Regions from separate parts of the Macaca mulatta genome. Here region 1 is linked to region 2. The links are chromatin contacts, called in public Hi-C maps. All regions are on one chromosome and are shown on one strand. The core of a region is the stretch at or near the end of the contact, and the rest is flanking DNA. Distances in the headings are between cores, read along the strand shown.

Region 1 (6,168 bases), core at 446-2,945, 89 kb after region 2:
TTACTTATCAAGGACAACATGCTCCAAATTTCTACGGTACTTTCAAAATTTCAGGCAAAACATCAGATTCCCATAAAAAAAAAATCAAACAAGATTCTGATTTCACTTTGACTTTTAAGGTTTAAAGTTACTTAACTGTGGCTACTCCCCTTGAGGATCTCAAACAGGAAATAACTAGAGTTAATAGTAAATACACACTTAGCATAACACGAAGGTTAAAAATTACGTGTATTCATTTGTATTCACTGCTTACTGACACTTGTTTTGCAAAACAAGAATTTTGCATAATATACATTTGTAATCTTTTGAAAATAACTGTTATTCATTCTATAGTTAAAATCCTTCTAAGTGTTCTTTGATCAAAAAATTGGGCACTTATTTTGTGCCAGGCACTGTTTCATGTACTTTGCTTACACAAATGCTGAGTTATCATTTCCATTTTACTTTAGGAATAAAGTTTATGAGCAGTCTTGAGTATTCCCAGAGATGTGCAAGTGTTTTTTTCTTATTATGTAAAAGGCAACTGATTGAACGCTTTGATTCCACTTAAGCAAGACAAAAACCAAGTATGTGAACTATGACGTTCAGAACTTAAAAGTTTGAAAGTCTCAGAGGTAAACAGCTTCCAGGAAAGATAACATCAGAACAAGTTTCATGGTCTCTACCCATTGAAGGAATTCAGCGGTCCTGTTATCTCGAATTTATTTAACGCTGTAGTTCACTACCTTCCATACATAAGACAAGAGTCTCTAGACGGCCCATTTTGACGAGTCTCCCACCCACCGACACTACACGTCTTTGGAAGTTGCAGGTAGGCGGAGCTCCCCACATTCACACCTGCAGTAGGCCCGGGTTCCTGCTTGGAGAGCACCTGAGTAGCTTATAGCCAACTCCAGATCGCCTGGATAAGCACCACTCGCCAGGTCCCTTGGCCTTTCCAACCTCCTCCCCCGAACCTGGCTGGCTTTGACCGAGACCCCCAGGACTGCCAGCACAGGGACCAGGCGGAACCGCGGCCTCCAGTACACTTTCCACGGCGCCATCTTGAGAAGGGAAAGGGTGACACCCGTCGCTCCCTCAGTCAGTCCCCAAATCCCGGTCTCCAGAGCCCCTTGAGGATGAGTCACCAGGGCTGGCAGAACAAGACGCCGGGTTCGATAGTTCTCTGGTCCAGGCTACTGCTGCGCATGAGGGAGAAGGGGCGGGGGTCTTAGTACCCGCAGGGCCGCGGACAGGCTGGGGATCGCGGATAACCTGGGGTCCAGACCCCCACTGCGCAGGGGGAGAGGCGGTTCGGTTACCTGAGACCGCAGCAAGCCGGGCTGCGGGGCCGAAGCTTCCTGGCACCAAGGCCCAGGCGTGGCCCGTAGGATGAGTGTGTGTCTATGGCGGTGGTGGTGGCGGCGGCGGCGCCGTCTGCTCTTCGCGTCGCTCCCCTCACACTGGACTGTGCGGGGCTCTTGCCGTGGTGCCGCCCCTGTCGGGCTCCGTCTCCGCCTCTCGCCGCTCCGCCTTCCTCTTTCCTTTCCCCTCCTCCGCCGCAGCCGCCGGCGCTGGAGTTCCGACGAAGTCTTCCTCCTCCTCCTCCCTCTGCCTCCTCCCCTAAGGCCAGCCGCCGGCGCCTTCACGAACCAAAACACAAACACTCAAGTCCCACCGCCGGAGCCACTTCCGCTGTCCGGTGTCGGCCCCGCCGCCACGTCGCCGCACGCAGCGAACTACGCCCTTTCGTCACTTCCCGTCATCGCCAGTGCCCCCGCTCCATCCGCTTCCCCGCCCCTTCCCGAATCCCTCCCCGCCCAGGTCTGTTCGCGGGGCGGGGCGAGGCAAGATGTCACGTGACCCTGCGAGTGGCTCTGACCGGAGCTGGCCGCCTTTCTTCCCTTCCCCCACCCCAGGTACGCGCGGCCACGCCCTCTCCAGCGCCATTGTTATTTGGGCTGGGGGGTCTCTGGGCTCCCGGCGGCCGGGTTCGGGGGAAATTCTTTTACTATGCTTTGGGGGAAGACCAAAATATCTTATTTTTTTGTTTGTTTTTTGTGCCCAGCCCTTGTGGGAGCGGCAAGGTTCCCTCACCCCAATCCTGGCACCTCGTCGAAGGGGCTTTATTAGAGAGAACTTGTCTAGCACTAGAGAACCTCCCCCCAAAAAATGTCCCTGGGGTTGGGTGGGTCGGTAAAGGCTGGTAAAACGCATTTACCCCAAGTAGGAAGAGAGGACCCTTCCTATCCTAAAAGCCGCCTTTAGGCGCCTGACAAAAGTCGCTTCTATTAAGAGTTTACGTGGTTTTGGTAGGGGGCGGGGAGGGCCAAATCCTAAAATAGCATCTACCTTTTATTCAAAATCTCTCTTCGCTCTTTACTGTACTAAATGCTTTACAGGAATTATCCAATTGAATTCTTACGCTAGGAGTCTTTCATTCTGAAACTAACTTGTTAATCGTTTGTTCCCTACATTCGAATTTTAGTTCCCCTTGGTTGTCCTCACCGCTGTAAATCTGTGTCCAGCCCAGTGCCTGGCAGCCAAGTTTTCAGTTCTAGTTGTAGATATTTTACAGGTAAATAATTTGAGACACAAGAGATTGAGTAACTTGTCCGAGAACACTGCTGTGTGGTGCCTAAGCTGGATTCTGATCTGCGGCTTGGCTCCAGAACATGAGTTGTTGAACACAATTCTGGTGAAAGACTACCCGAGACGTCGTTACCCTCCTCGGGGGACCTACTGAAGATGTGAATCCCATACAATAGTCAGTCTCTAGAAAGGCTTCTGCCACCAACCCCTCCCCAGCCTCCGCCAGAAACATTGTTTTGGTAATTTGGTAGAAGAATATTAAATTGATTTTCCTTCAGAATAAAGGCAACTTTTCAGTTTGCAGTTTACAATGTATAGCTCTGTTGTGATGGCGAGAATATTGTCCTTGAAGCATACCGGGTTAAGGTATCCTGTGGGCGTGCAGTCGGCAGCATTGTGTAATGAAGATGATTTGAACTTCGAACAGCCAGTCTTTCAGGTCAACTACCCAGTTGCCAGAAGAACGTAATGTGTCATATATAAATGGTACCTGTGGCATTTTATTCTCAAGGAGTTGTTCCAATATTAACTATTAATCATGGTGATAGCTCTGAAACAATCCCAGGAGGAATCAGGAAATAGGATATGTGACATCAGTTTTGTCATGTCAACAGCATGCCCAAAACCAAACCTATTCCACTCCAAACCTGCTTCTGCTTAGAGAATGGCATTAACATCCTCCCAGTCACCCAGACTTGGAACTGCAGAATCATCTTCAACTCTTTCTTCTCACAAACCATTGTCCATTCTATCAACAAATTATCTAATCCCCAAATTTGAGGTCTAATCTCAACACCTGGTCCATGGTAGTATTTATATAAACTGAAATTAATGCATACTGCTGCTCTTTCTGTCCATTCTTTACACTAGCCACTCTACTAGAAAAATGTTCAATGCTATCTCATTACTTGCCAGTCTAAAGTTCTTTAACTCTAGTCCCAACCCACGTTTCTTTCATTCTATTTCTATAGAATCCCTCTCCCCAAACTCTTTATTTGTCCCCTGACCACACGTATCTGTGTTCCCTGAATATTGCCTGTGTGTTGCCATCTTGGTGTCTGATCACTTTTTTTTCTCCACCTGAAACACTACTATTGCCCATAACTGCTGGCTCCATCTCAGCCAGGACACCAGTTCCTCTAGACAGCATCTGCAGATACTTCTACTGGATTTAATTATTATTTTTTCTGTAATTTCACAATACTTTGCCTTGCTCCCTATAATATCTGTCTTAAAATCTGCCTTATTTTAATAGTTAATGAGCACCTGGACTTTACTCCTTAGCCTTTCCTTCAATTATAAGGTTTTTAAGGGCTGTGACGATCAGTTATTCATCATTTCAGTTCTTCACAAAAGACCTTTGACTGCTATAATAGGAACCCCCAAAGTATTGGTGAACTTAATTACATTTAGAATTGTGAACATTGGACTAACAAGACCTCACAACGAAACATCTGATGCTGAAGTTTACAAATTGCAAAAAACTCCCTGTTTCATCGTTCCAGTATGTTGCTTCCTCACTCATTCCTGTTTACTGATTTTGTCTTCACCTCCTTCATGAATACATTTCACAATATTTTACAGTTTAGTCATAATGTTTGCCTGGAAGAGTGCTGCCCTGGTGGCTGGCATTTCTAAAGATCCAGTAGTAATTTTAGAGGAATTAAAATGCTACAGTAAAGCTCTGTTGTTGTATTGCCACTTGCAATATGCTTGTGTTTTCTTTTTCATAGCCCCAGATAACTGAGGAGGACTGATAATTGTATATATTTTAGTGTCAAATGTGGAGTCCTACCAGTTGATAGAATTTGTTACGGAAGGTACAAAATGGAGAAATAATCATAAAGACTTAAACACTGTCTTTGGTGCTTATACTGCCCTCAAATCTCTAAATACTCAATAACAAATTCCCAGTGGCAGGCGCCTCTCAACCATTCACAGGTCCCCATACCCTTTTCCTTCTCTTCCAGGAAATCTGTCCTCCCTTGTGTAGCTAAAGAATGAATCTTTGCATAGATGATAATGAAAGTTTACATTTACTTTTAATTGGAGCTATCTGGAGACAATTCAAAATTTTTCCTGGAGACAAACCAACAGTAACTGAAACATTGGCATGGCAGCAAGTGAGTGAATAAAAGGCTGTGAAAACTTAAGCTAGTCATGCTTAAAAAGTTTGTGTCTTTGGAGGGCATCATTCAGGCTTCAGCTCAAATGTCATCTGCCTTAGGGACTTCTAAGCCCACTAATTCTAAAGTGCTTTCTTACATGTCGAAGCGGTCTGTTGTCTTCATAACAGCACCATTTGACATGATATTATGCAGTCTTCATAACACTTAGCACCATTTGATACGATAGTTTGCATCGTTCCACTTGATGGTTATCTATCCTTACTAGACGATAAGCTCCATGAAATAGGGGTTGGGTTATACAGTCAGTCCATCTGCTGGTGACTGGTTCTTGGACACTCCCCTATTCCCCCACCATGAGGGTACCAAAATTTACAGATGCTCTAGTCTCATGTAAAATGGTGTAGTATTTGCATGTAGGCTATTCTGTATGCTTTAAATCATCTTCAGATTACTTATAATAAGTAATACAATGTAAATGATATGTAAATAGTTGTATTGTTTTTTAATTTGTATTATTTTGTGTTTTTTTCATTTTTTAACTCAAATACTTTCTATGGAATACAGAGGGCTAACTGTATTCCCAACACTGACACAAAATAGGGAGGGACTCAATACCTATGTGTAGAATGACTGAATGAATTGAATGAGGCCTTACCTTGATTTACATACTGCAAAGTCATTTGAAGAATTTATTGGGATTTATTGAATGCAGTGGCCACTTTTGGGGTTCCTGTGTCTTTCTTCACAATCCAATCCAGCCTACATGCAAACAACCATGTTTAAGGGACCTGCAGTAGGTATTCATCTTGGCACCATCTACTCTTGTGTGGTTGTTTTCCAGCATGGAAAAATAGAGGTAATTGCCAATGATCAGGGAAATCCAATCACTCCAAGCTATGTCACCTTTACTGATACTGAACAATTGCTCAGTGATGCCACAAAGAATCAAGTTGCAATGAACCCCATGAACGCACTTTTTGATGCCAAATCTGATTGCTGATTGGACACAGACTTGATTATGCTGTTGTCCAGTCTGATATGAAGCATTGGCCCTTCATAGTAGTGAATAATGCTGGCAGGCCCAAGGTCCAAGTAGAATACAAGGGAGAGAGAAAAAAACGTCTGTCCAGAAAGGTGTCCTCTAGGGCACGGGTCCTCAATCCCCAGGCCACGGACTGGTACCGGGCTGTGGCCTGTTAGGAACTGGCTGCGCAGCAGAAGGTGAGTGGCAGCAAGTCAGTGAATCTTCATCTGTATTTACAGCGGCTCCCCATCATTCACATTATCACCTGAGCTCCTGTCAGGTGAGTGGCAGCATTAGATTCTCATAAGAGTGTCAACCCTATTGTGAATTGCACACGCAAGGGATCTAGCACTTCTTATGAGAATCTAATGCCTGATGATCTGTCACTGTCTTCCATCACCTCCAGATGGGAAAGACTAGTTGTGAGAAAACAAGTTCAGGGCT
Region 2 (5,773 bases), core at 3,073-5,572:
GTAAAGGAAAGGCAAGGAATCTGAGTTCTGTAGGAAGAGTTGGGAGCTAATTTTCAAGTGTGGAAAGAAGAGCTTCCAGTCCCAGGGAACAGCATGTGCAAAGCCCCTCACCCCACCTCACCCCTTACTAGGTGAAAGGAAACCATGTGCCTGAAGCCTTGAAAAGGAGCCACAGACAGCAGTAGCCGGGCCATGCAGGGCCTTCTGGACCACAATAAAGAGAAATTATAGGGCCTGAAATTGGGGTATAACATGGTCAGATCTACTTTTTTTTTTTTTTTTTTTTGAGACAGAATCTCGCTCAGTCACCCAGGCTGGAGTACAGTGGCGCAATCACAGCTCACTGCAACCTCTGCCACCACTCCTGGCTAATTTTTTATTTTTTGTAGAGACGAAGTCTCACTATATTACCCAGGCTGGCCTCAAACTCCTGGACTCAAGTGATCCTCCCGCCTCAGCCTCCTAAAGTGCTGGGATTACAGGTATGAGCCACTGCGCCTGGCCTAGATCTACATTTTTAATGATCACTCTGGCTGTGCCACACATAAGCAAAATGACTCTGAAGCAACCTTTACCAGGACACAGTTCAAAGATCTGGATCCTGCAAAACAAGTTTGTTTGTTTCTTTTCTTTTTCTTTCTTTCTTTTGTTTTTTTTTTTTTTTTTTCCTTTTTCTTTTCTCTGGGGTGTGGCACATCACCCTGGCTGAGTTAGCTCCCTTCTTTTTTGGTTTTGTTTGTGAAGTTTAAAGGCCAGATTTATATCAGGCCTGGGACCTGTTTTTCTTTCAAAAGCCCCCCAGCAAACTACCTTATCTCTTTCTAGATCCCTCCTCATTCTCTAATCTCTCTAATCTAACTTGCCAAGGGGCCTGTGGCAAAGGTAGAGCAATCTGTCCTTTCGGGCTTGCTCATAGTAAGTGCAGAAACAAGCCAAGAGAGAACCACAGATTCTGCTCTCTTACCCTCCCTATTATCCAATCGAGCCCAGTTAATTTTTTTTTTTTTAAAGCAAATCTGAGATAGTGTCACTCCCCAGGTTAAGATTCCTGCACTCCTCAGTGCCCTCTTGGCCACGTACCCCTCACCCCCAACCAGGTGGCCCTAGGCAACAAAGGTCTGGCTGGAGTTGGTCCACCTCCAAGCTTCCAGAACTGCTTTCAGTTTCTCCACTACAAGAAGCTTCACCCCACCCCACTCTGCCCTGCCAAGAGTTCTTAGCAGCCACTGACACTTCCTCCAGGAAGGCAATCCCACCCTACCAGTGCCCCAGTCTATGAATTGTCCTGCTCTGGGTCCGCAAGTACTCCAAGAAAGTAGTTTTTCTGAACTTCTCTGTAATTCTGGTTCACTGCCCTCCTCCCTAGGCCCCAACACATGCATGCACACACATGCACTTGTGCACACACACAGTAAGTAACTCCTGAAGGACAAATTCTGTGTGTCATAGGCCCAGCACCTAGCACAATGCCTGACACCCAGTTGGTAACCCTCCAAATATTTACTGAATGAATGGACACATAAAAATGAACACTTTCAGCCGGGCATGGTGTCTCATGCCTATAATCCCAGCACTTTGGGAAGCCAAGGCGGGCAAAGTGCTTGGGCTCAGGAGTTCGAGAACAGCCTGGGCAACAAGGTGAAACCCTGTCTCTACAAAGAATAAAAAAAATAATAATAATAGTGTACTGGTGCATGCCTGTAGCCCCAGCTAGTCAGGAGGCTGATGTAGGAGGATCACCTGAGCCCAGGGAGATTGAGTCTGCAGTGAGCTACAATCATGCCACTGCACTCCAGCCTGCAGGCAGTGTGAGACCCTGTTTCAAAAAAAAAAAAAAAAAAAAAAGGCCTTAAAATAAATTTTCTATTTCTCTTGTTTGGTCATGAAAGTGACCAGAAAACACTCAAATCTCAAACTTTGGAAGTGGTGCTACATCTCACCCATGGAAATTTGAAAAGATCAAAAACATCAATGCAGGCCACATATGCTCATGGTTTTAGACAAAACCAAAACTTCAGGAAAGTTTTCAGATATTAAAGCTACAGCAGGCAGCAGGAAGTCTTTAAGAGGTGCTGGTAATGATAACCCAATAAACAAATGTTAAAATAAAGCCAGGACAGAAACACTGAGTTGACACAGTTCCTGCATGAGCCCACTTTGGCTGCAAAACGCCAAGGCCACCAAGTAATTGACCTTGCTTTTTTTTTTTTCATAGGTTTTGGGGGAACAGGTGGTGTTTGATTACATAAATTCTTGAGTGGTGATCTGTGAGATTTTGGTGTATCCATCACCCAAGCAGTATGCCCTGAACTCACGACCTTGTTCTTAATTCTGTACCTAGCTCTCCCTTCTGCCTACTACAGTCAGTGGCCTGTTCTCATTCATCTAATGCCCTTCATGATCAACTCCTGGGCTTGCACCTTTCAAAAAGCACACTCCCCACTTCATCTTTTTTGCATTCCTTCTTCAGAAATAACCACACGGCATTATTATTTGTTTCTGTCTTTTCTGCTAAATTCAACGGGGACAAATAATATACTGTCCAGGTCTGAATTGGAATGTGGTCTGTGGACTAGCGTAGTGCCACTTGGGAGTTCGTCAGAAATGCAAACTCTTAGCTTCCACCTCAGACCACCTGATTCAGAATCAGCATTTTAACCAGCTTCCCCAGGAGATTCCCATGCACATGAAAGTTTGAGGAGCACTGGGCTAGATCCCACATTCACTCAACAAATATTTATCGAACCAGTATAGGATACAGAGGTGCTCAACATAAACATGAGGATACGGTGTGGAAAAAGAGCAAGCACAGACATTCCATTGTGACTAAGAAGCTCCTGTAAGTACTAAGAAGAGTATAACCCAGATGTTCCAGTAGAATAAATAATAGTTATATCAAAATTCAGAAGTGGCCACTGCAGCTTGGTTGTGGGAATTGGGAATCCGGAATCTGGGAACTTGACCCTCTTTGCAGCAGGCAGGAAGAATACAGGGAGGTGTGTGAGTGTGTGTGAGTGTGTCTCTTCCCTGCCTCTGCCACAGGCCGCAGGAGCTGACAAGGCCAAGTCCCCGCCCCCCTCAGCTGTCACCCTGTCAAAACAAAGCCGCTGCTGACAGCGCAGGGCCAGCCTGCCCCGCGGCCTCGGGCAATCCTCCCACCTCGGGAGCACGGCCCCCACATCTGGATCTGCAGCTGGGGATGACAGGGTGCCTAAACTGGCACGGAGAGTGGGTAGCAAGAAATGGGTGTCCTCAAACCAAGCAGTAGCGTCCGCGGCGCTGGGCTGTCACCTTGCCAAATCCTGTTTACACCTCGAGCAGCTGGGACAGCGTTTTAACTAAACAAGTAATAATACAATAATGACAGGGCTGTCACTGCGCGCGGCAGCGCCTCCGCCCCCAGCCGAGGGCGTCAGGCGCCACAAGACCCTCGCCTCGGGCTCTGCCCACCTTCGCACCCCGCGCTTTCCTCCCCTTCGCTTTCCCAAAGCGCCAGGAGTCCGGGAGTCTTCTCCACCCCGACTCCTTGCACCCAGTTCCTCCCAGTGGGACACGGGAAGGGATCGACTGCAGAAGGGACCACTCAGTCCCCCAAAAGATGTTTCCCTGCCCCTGGGTCGCCCACCACATGGAGAGCACCGCTCCACTCCCGCGAAAGTGACTCCAGCGAGCTCCTACAGAGCAACAAAACCCCAGAGTAGCCCGGGAGCTCGGATTCCGAAGCTACTCCTTTCAAGCGGAAGGAATGAAGGGCTCTCCGTCTTAGTGATCCCCTTCTTCAAACCCAGCAGGACTCTTATCCAAGAAGAAGCTAATTGGGCTCGGGCGACAAGAGCACTTCCGCGGTGCAGCGGCCCCAGGCGGGAGGCGGGAGGCGAGAGGCAGAAGGCAGAAGGCGGGAGGCGGAGGTGGAAGCGGGAGGGGGAGGGGGGTCCCGCGGGCTGGGCCCCTAGCACCCATCCGCGGTCCGAGAACGGCGAGCGCGTACCTTGCAGGCGGAGTACACTCCGAGTTTCTCCAGTTTCTTGGCCCGCGGAGCGGAGCGTAGTTGCGCCTTCTTCACGGCGATTCGGGCCGAGCCACCGCCTCCCGGTCCTTCGGCCGTGCCCGCTGCAGCCACTGCCGTTGCCGGACCGCAGGCGCCCGAGCCCCCGGCAGCAGCGGCGCAGGGGGAGCCCTGCGGGGGCGCGGGCGGCAGCACCACGGGCTGCGGGGGCAGCGCCCCGGGCCCGGCCCCTGCCCCGGCTCCTGCCCCGCAGCCGCCCGGCCCGGCCCCGCCAGCCTCGGACATGCCGCCCCGGAGCACGGCAGGAGGCGCCGAGTGTCAGGCGCCGCCGCCGCCGCCAGGGTCTCCCTCTCGGGCTCTGGTCGTCGGGAGAGCGAGACCCTCCCCCCACGCCCTCCCGCCCCCTTCGCCCACCCCCCTCCCCGCCCCCGCCCTCCCCCTCGCGCGCCGCTCGCCGGGCTAGCTCCGGCCGGGCCCCGCGAGCTGATGGTGGCGGCGGCGGCGGCGGCGGCAGCTGCTCCCCCAGGAGGGAGGGGACTAGCGGCTCCGCTGCCGCTGCCGCTGCCGCTGCCGCTGCCACCGCCGCCACAGCACACGCCCTTCCTTGGTTATCCTGCCCGGGACTCTGCTCCGCGCCCTGGCTGCGGACATGTTCCTCGGGGCTGCGGACTGGGTGTGCGTGCGGGCGGGTGCCAGCCTCGCAGTGTGTGCCGGGGCCGGGAGGCCCCCCACGGCTTCTTTTCCGCTGCCCGCGAGGTTTGCACCCCCCACCCCAGTGCCTCGACACCTACTGCTCGCCCGCCAGGGGGCGAGGCCAATCCCTGGGTGTGGGTGAGGGTGGGGACGAGGGTGGGGGTAGGGGACTGGAGCCCAGGCACCTGCTGGCCACCTCCCCCCTCCGCGGCCCCCCATCCGACCCCCGCACGCCCGCACCAGTGGGAGGGGGCCGCCTCTCAGTCATTTGTCCTTCCACTCTCTTCCACCCTGTCTCTGAGCAGAGACAACTTCCTCCACCCTAGCGGGAGCCAGAGGAAAAAAAAAATATTTTTGAAAAGTACCCGTCCATGCTAATCCTTTTCTTTGTTGCTAATTCACCAAAATAAAAGCGTGATGTTTTCCCTTTCTCTTTTTAAATACTTTCTGTCAAACTATGTTTTAATATAATTAACACTTTCTTCCTATAGCAATTTGTGGGTCAAATCTGCCAGAGGAGGGGGAAAAAACTTACTATTCCCTGTACTTTTTGTTTGAAAGTGCTGGTTGCTAAAAGAACGATTGTCTAAAAGCATTGTCAAAATAAAAACTATGTGCAGTGGAAAAAGTTTGAATACAAAAAGTTTGTTAACAGGACTCGTTTCTGGGTGGTGGTTCTATCACGTTACGTAGTTTTCAAAATTGTACCACCAGCGTGCATATTAACCAGGAAAAAGATATAAGCATCATTCAAAAGAATAAATACCGATTTTGGCCTCAAACTTAAAAAAAAAAAAAAAAGAAAAAAAAAAACCCTCAACTCAGTTTTCAACTCTTGTTGAAAACTGTTGTTTTCTCTGTTGATGACTGTGGAGCATACATGTCAGTGCTGCGTTTGAAAGTGGCGTACGGTTGATCGCCTTCTTAAAGCAGGTTTTAAAAGTCCAGGGCTGTTTCTCAGGACCCTTCAGAAGTGCCCTACTTTTTGTTATATGCAATGTGGGTCATAATGTGCTTATTATCAGATTTTATGCATGCTATATAGCTCTCAGGCCAGACGCCTTAAGGGGTGTG

The links. A called contact is a pair of places that touch in the nucleus more often than the background predicts.
Region 1: a contact with region 2 is called in a Hi-C map of blood, with 3 times the contacts expected there. The contact joins the promoter of RAB5A here to the promoter of KAT2B in region 2. A contact is called at or near these places in 4 of 14 Hi-C or Micro-C datasets (blood, cortical neurons, fetal cortex germinal zone and 1 more).

The regions. Positions count from the first base shown.
Region 1 is chr2:28,612,890-28,619,057 of T2T-MMU8v2.0, forward strand. RAB5A (RAB5A, member RAS oncogene family) reads right to left here and starts at 1,696. Exons shown (of 6, transcript NM_001261148.2): 1 at 1,302-1,696. It also overlaps the pseudogene LOC697900.
Region 2 is chr2:28,520,909-28,526,681 of T2T-MMU8v2.0, forward strand. KAT2B (lysine acetyltransferase 2B) reads right to left here and starts at 4,323. Exons shown (of 17, transcript XM_028843649.2): 1 at 3,989-4,323. The coding sequence starts at 4,291.